Linked DNA regions of Mus musculus: region 1 is linked to region 2. Evidence: chromatin contacts called from public HiChIP or PLAC-seq data. All regions are on one chromosome and are shown on one strand. Each heading gives the region's core, a stretch centred on a gene start, on an enhancer-like site or on the middle of the called end of the contact. The rest is flanking DNA. Distances are from core to core; before and after follow the strand shown.

What was found. HiChIP or PLAC-seq counts read pairs in DNA pulled down with a chosen protein or histone mark.
Region 1: a contact with region 2 is called in an H3K4me3 HiChIP or PLAC-seq map of bone marrow-derived macrophages, with 4 times the contacts expected there. The contact joins two enhancer-like sites. A contact is called at or near these places in 1 of 15 datasets of contacts at CTCF or cohesin (the NIH/3T3 cell line), 1 of 484 Hi-C or Micro-C datasets (bone marrow-derived macrophages), 1 of 115 datasets of contacts at active chromatin or transcription factors (bone marrow-derived macrophages) and 1 of 9 other capture datasets (embryonic stem cells).

What each region holds. Positions count from the first base shown.
Region 1 is chr3:126,922,362-126,925,710 of GRCm38.p6, reverse strand. It overlaps Ank2 (ankyrin 2, brain), which reads left to right. Exons shown (of 48, transcript NM_001327938.1): 48 at 1,740-3,349. The coding sequence ends at 1,754. Among named protein-coding and RNA genes, the nearest start is that of Gm25501, 81 kb to the left of the region's middle. Within about 2 kb of position 1,965, at least 56 of the 459 cell types and tissues checked have an H3K27ac peak or open chromatin away from gene starts, as enhancers often do. A contact at or near this core is called in bone marrow-derived macrophages, where this site is marked.
Region 2 is chr3:126,608,010-126,611,315 of GRCm38.p6, reverse strand. All of the region lies in intron 2 of Camk2d (calcium/calmodulin-dependent protein kinase II, delta), which reads right to left. Among named protein-coding and RNA genes, the nearest start is that of Camk2d, 13 kb to the right of the region's middle. Within about 2 kb of position 1,800, at least 101 of the 459 cell types and tissues checked have an H3K27ac peak or open chromatin away from gene starts, as enhancers often do. A contact at or near this core is called in bone marrow-derived macrophages, where this site is marked.

The sequences.
Region 1 (3,349 bases), core at 716-3,215, 310 kb before region 2:
ATAGACAGACACCTTGCATTTACCCTGCCAGACAGTGTGGAATTCTATGGTGCATAGTACTTCAGTTATACATTTATCATATGCATGTGTGTATATAAACATCTGCATACATCTGTAGAAAACTAAAAGGAAGAAAGAAAGAAGGAAAGAAAGAAAGAAAGAAAGAAAGAAAGAAAGAAAGAAAGAAAGAAAGAGAGAGAGAAAGAAAGAGAGAGAGAGAGAGAGAGGGAGGAAGAAAGGAAGGAAGGAAGGAAGGAAGGAAGGAAGGAAGGAAGGAAGGAAGGAAGGAAGGAAGGAAGGAAGGAAGAGACTTAGGCTATAGGCCTGCCCTGTGACAAGAGAGCTATGAAATGTCTCCTAACTTCTACAGAAAGAGGCTGATATTTGCCTTTTGTGGAGTAAAAGAAGCAGCACTGCTGGGGACCACCAGAAATAACACAAACTGATTGCATCCACAGCAATCAAGTTTGAATATTCCATCAAGAGGAACAAATGTAGATATGCCATCAAATGAAAAATACAATTCACTTAATATCTACTAGAGTGAAAGGTTTGGGGAAAGGGAGAAGGAAGCAAGGATGTTCAGAGGGAAGCTGTAAGTATTATGGAAGAAGTAAATTTTTAGAATACACGATTGTCCCAGTGAGTGTTTCCAGGTTTGACCATGGTCAGAACTTCAGCTTCTAAACACTGGGAATTCATTAGGAAAATGCTTGTCCTTCTCTGTTGCTGGATTTGAAGGTCCATGACTTCCCAGATATGGACACAGGCTCAGGAATCCCAGTCCCTTATCTAACACTTTTAATAATAATAATAAATAATAATAATAATAATAATAATAATAATAATAATAATGTGGGATGTCGTTAAAATCCTCTAAAGTCAATTTTTCTTATTTGTCATAACTATGATAGGATAGTATGTACGTAAAATATACTCAACACATATTTGCAGTTGAAGCATTATTCTCACAGGTAGAAAGCAAGAAGAATACAGAGAGAACAAATTGTAGTATCATTTTCAAGTGGGGGAATCTAAGAAAATAACTGTATGAAATAAAACAGTAAGCTATAGCATCCTTTCTCAAGAAGCTCCTCGTGAGGCGACAGGGAAGGGAGCGGCCGGCATGCAGGGATGCACAGGCATGCAGGGATGCACTGGCATGCAGGGATGCACAGGACTTAGGCATATGGAGGTCTTGAGGATACACAAGAAGTGTCAGCTCTCACAAGTCATATCTGTTTCCTTTCCCTTTCTTGCTAACTCCCAGGGAAGCTTCAGAGACCTTCCTGTTGGTAGTCCCTGTCTTGTATATTGATAGAATATCCCAGTTTTTAAAGATCTGAATCTCACAGGAAAGTGCTAGTAAGACAAAATTTGGGCAAAGTTGAGGTCTGCGAAGTGAATCGATTTTAAATGATTTTTCTGAGTGTGCCAGTGGTGCCTGTGGGATGGTTATTTCAGAGCAGACAAGGATCTTTCAGATCCGTGCAGCTCAACCGGAACATGAGTCATATGACCTGGCTTCTCTTTGAGAAAATAAAATGGACACACAGAGTCTTTCCCATGAAGTGTTTCTAAAAGATGAAAAAAAAAAAATCAGGTCCTTTCTGACAAGAGAAGCTCACTTGTGAGAAACTCGAGAAACATGCTAATAGAAACACATGCAAAGGTGAAACAGGAAGTTCTTGGGTGTTCAGGGAAGACAGAGCCTAATTAATCTCGTCTGCTTCCTGTAGGACAACAATGAGTAAAGCCAGGACACAGAGGAGGGCTGTGGTGAAGGACCAGCAGGGGAAACACATCACCTTGGAGCACCTGGAGGATGTTCCCGGAGCACTGGACCAAGACGACCTCCAGCGAGATCTCCAGCAACTCCTTCGGCACTTCTGCAAGGAGAACACAAAGCAAGAGGCCAAATGAGGAGCTGCCCAGTTCTCACCAGAAACCACAAACCCACTCAATATGCAACTTCCCATTTCTGCGCAGGAGTGACTGAAGTGGCCTAATTACTGGGACCCAGTGACACTTCCACTCTCAGCAAACACACAGCATCTACTTTTCCTTCTTTCTCCCTGCCCCTCTCTAACTATAAGCTAATTTGTGACCAAAGATAGCATCCTTCCTTCCGGATGCTGTATCCACTATTTTGAGCATCCGTGCTAACCTGGGAACTGGCATCTCTATTGTTTGCTTCTGCTCAAGCTCCATGAAACTCCATGAATCAGAAGAACTTCACCTGCAGACTTCTTCAAATGACAGGGGAATCCTTCCAAGGGTATCTATGTATAATGTATATAGCCGAAATTCTCAGACGAACAACAGAGTAAAATTCAAACCACTGCCTGTCATAATTACACTGGGCATCATGGAATAAAAGCCTCTAGATATTGCTGAACAATGGTTAATTATGATATTGCTAACACAATCAAATGGTAATACAGTTCTATGGAAGAAACACTTCAGACTTAGACACGTCCTTAGAACTTCCAGAGTAGCCATTTGCTCTTAAAGCCGTCAGGATCATAATCTTGAAGAAGAATCCCTAGGAGTGGTCTCTAGGACTGGTCAGCCATAGCCGTTGGCTCTTGGACTGTGGCCCTGAGGGAGAGGGAGAAGGACTCACAGGCCAGCAGATGGAAACAGCGAGGTATTCTGGTGCTAGAAGCTTCAGGGGTGGTGTTCTAGCACCTTCAGGTGTTTTTGACTTTGGACACGTTGGCAGGGTATTTTAAAAGCTATAACTACTGTAGTTTTCCGGTGTTCATTGCTGCTTTAGCAAACCACGCTGTCTTACTGGTGGTACTTTCTTCTGGCCACTGCACTGTAGATAATTCATTGGAAACAAGATTTATGCACCACACAAAAGGTTAAATGCTGTCACCATGTTGGAGTGGTTTCTTTTCTTTTCTTTTCTTTTCTTTTCTTTTCTTTTCTTTTCTTTTTCCCCACCTCCAAGTTTATCTTTCCTCTAATACCTGCATGTAGCATCACACACACACACACACACACACACACACACACACACACACACACATCTTCTCATTACACTAATGGTTTTCACTCTGAGTCTCAACTTTCTCGCCATGTCTGCTCTTCAGCTTGCAGATGAGATTTTGGGAAATCCTTGGAAAATTTGGTTCTCATTAATTTTTTTTTTTGGTTTATTTATTCAAACCCCAGTCACTCTTGGAAACTGAAGTGCATTTGTGTGACTTTCTGTTTGTTTTAGAGAAGGGACAATGACAGTCTGAGTGCTCCCCATGCCCTATGTCGAATCCCCCTAGTGATTGAAGCTGTGTAGCATTTTAACATATATATATAAATATATTCACAAATATATTCATAT
Region 2 (3,306 bases), core at 551-3,050:
GGTGAATCCTACCTAAGACCCAGAAGTCTGAAACACTTTACAAAGGTGTGCTTTCAGTTCTATCTATTATCTTCCGCAGTAAAGGGCACAAGTTAACAGAAAGATGCATGCAACCCTATAAAATAACCAGCTGGTGTTCACTTCCTCGGCGAAGCAGGGTGCAGTTCTTCAGAGTTCAAAGGAATTTCCACAACACAGGGATGTGTTGTAATTTTAAGTAAAACTGGAGACCAAAATGTCCAGTTTGAAAGAGAGAAAGAGGGAGTGGGCAGCCAAGGAAGTAGGTAGGTTAGGGGGAAAGGCAGGGGCCAGCTGGGAGGGCTCAGCAGATTAGGGAACTTTCACACAAGCCTGACAACCTGACCTTTATCCAGAATTGCTGCCAGCTGTCCTCTAACCTCCATATACAGGCAAAGTCATTTGCCCACACGTAACACAAAATAAATAAATGAAAATAAAATTTTATAATAAAAAATTACGAACTTTGAAAAGAAATAAAGAAATGAAAAAAAAAGGTTATCAGTGCTTGCTTGGAAAGACATAAATATGTCCCTTTTTAGTTTTTCTGTACTTTTCTAAAGTCTAGATTAGTATAAGTATTGTATGCTATAATTCATTTTACATGCATCTATAAAAATTAAAAATCTCTCCCTGAAGTACTGTCAAAGTTTATAATTACATTTCATAATTTGTAGTTTATAAATTGAAAGTGTATAAATACATTTTAAAGTGAGCATGATGATGATGATGTGAGTTTGGCAGTATTGAACCGGGGCTAAGAGGCACGAAAGTGCTACCACACCCCATTAACAACCGTTGTGTAACAGAACAAGGGGAGACTACCAATGAGAAATTTCAACAAGTTTGCTCAGAAAAAGGACAGGATTAGATAAAACTCCATCCAACAAGGCCGGATGTGTACCGAGAGAACTGAGGAAATAATTCGGGAATCAGCAGTTAACTTGCGACGTGACTGGGTGCAGTCTGACATAAAGCCCCACCAGCCCCACTGTCACTCGCCCCCGCCTCTCTAAGACACAGCCTGTCATAGGTTCGTTTCCCCACTCATTCAACAGTGACAAGAGCTTGTGATGCTATAATCACCGCAGCCGGCAGATTTTAAGATAAATTAAGGATCTCCACAGGGAACCTCAAAACTGCCACATATATAATTGTAGTAGAAAGGGAAATGGAAAATGTGCAGCAAGCCATTCAAATGACAAAAGACTGAAGGAGGGGGGAGGCCCTTCTGGGTAGAGAGAGGTGACATCATAGGAGAGGTACCACCTGAGCTGGGTCTTAAAGGAGGAAGAGTTCGTTCTACACTATTTGGAATGCTCAGACTTCCCATTCCATCCTTGGGTGGTACCGGACTTCGCCCTTTCTCTCAGCACAGTAGCCCTGATGCCAGTACAGCTATCTCTTCCTGATCTTAAAGCACTTCCTCAAAGGCCTTATCTCTTAACAGCCCTCTCACAATTCTGTATTCTCTAGGTCGGCTTCCACCCCAGTAGAGCTGGAAATACTAGATCAGAGTTTGTCAACCTCTGGGTCCTGTCCCTTTTCACAGGGTCACGCAAAACCATCGGAAAATATAAATATTAACATTATGATTAGCAATTAGTAGCAAAATGTCAATTAAGAAGTAGCAATAAAAATAATTTTATGGTTAGGGGGGTGGGGGCGGGGGGGGGTCACCACCACATGAGGAATTGGGTTAGAGGGTCTTAGCCTTAGGGAGGCCGCTGTACTGGAGGATAGAAACTGTCTACTGCGAGGGCAGGAAGTAGTCAAGTTACTCAGAACAAGTCACTGCCATAGGGTCTCAGGAGTGATTGAATAGAGTGTGTGTTTATGTGTTAACAATGTAACAACTGTCAGCCAGCAAGTCTGCTGGGGAAGCTATTGAAAAGGGCTGTAGAGCAAGATGGAAACTGGACTCCTATTGGAATGAATCGTTACAAACACCAAAGTGACAGAGACTACGTGGACCTGAGGTAAGAAAAGGACAAGCACAAGTGCTTGGAATGTTCCAGAGATGCGGACACCACCTGGGGAAGAGAGCAGTAGTGGGTGACATACTTCCTAGGCACAGCCCTCCAAATACCAGAAACTGTCTATTTCCTCCATTAAAGCTTCAACCTTCAACTTTACAAAAATAGCATAACAGGTCATAACTCAGCCATGCACAGAATGACATGTTTGATCAACTTTCTCTTGCTATATTAATTCTTAAAAAAAAATTGAAGTTTAACTTCTGTGTGTGTGTGGTGTGTGTGTGTGTGTGTGTGTGTGTGTGTGTGTGTTGTGTGTATGCGTGTGCATGCAGGTGCCATGAATGTAGAACAGACTCTCAAATCCCCTGAAACAGGCAGGGGAGCCACCCAGTGTGAGCACTGAGCCCCGAATTCCAGTCCTCTGCAAGAGCACCAAGTGCTCTTACCTGTTGACACATCCTTCCAGCCCTAGTTTTTAAAAAGCCCCCTTTATCTAAATTATTCTTAACTTTTCAGGGTGTGTACATCATATTAATAAAATGTCTTGAAAACTATAGGGGAAAAACACTTTACTATTAAAAATTCCAAATACTTATTATCTTCTGAAGGCCTTTATGGAAAAGGTAAAATGGTATTTCTGTTGCCATTGATATTGTTGTTGTTCTTCTCCTTGTTGTTGTTGTTGTTATTGTATTATTGTTGTTGTTGTATGAGGCTGTGTAAGAAGACTGGAAGACAGCTTCATGCAATTGCTTCTCTTCATTCACCTTTACACAGAGTCTAGGAATCAGATCAAACTTAGGTTGCCAGGCTTTTGCGATGAGCACCTTTCCCCACCCAGACATCTTGCCAGGCCAAAATAATTCATTAATACATAGAAAATAATGCCTGTTGGTCTGTGAGTCTATATTGTGCAACACAAAATAAATTACAATTAACCTATATAATGAGTGTGTGAGTTTTCCATTACTGAAGATCTTCCAGTTAAATTCAAAACAAGCTGGATGGCTGATAAGGAGTTTGACTCCAAAAATCTTCAGGGACAGTAACTGACTCTTGGCCTGGGAAGGAATAAGCTTGAGCCAGGAACTCACGGACAGCTTCAGAAGTACAGGAAACAGCCCAGCCACGGAGAGTTTTGATTACTTACAGTCACTTGTTTACTGTTTCAAAATTAAATATACGTAACTGTGTATACCAAAATTCATGAAATAAAAAAAAATGCAAATCCCTACATAATCTAAAAACAGATAAGAGCCTTCTGTAGAAGGATTAACTGTTAACCAATATTATCATCCTGTGTCATCTG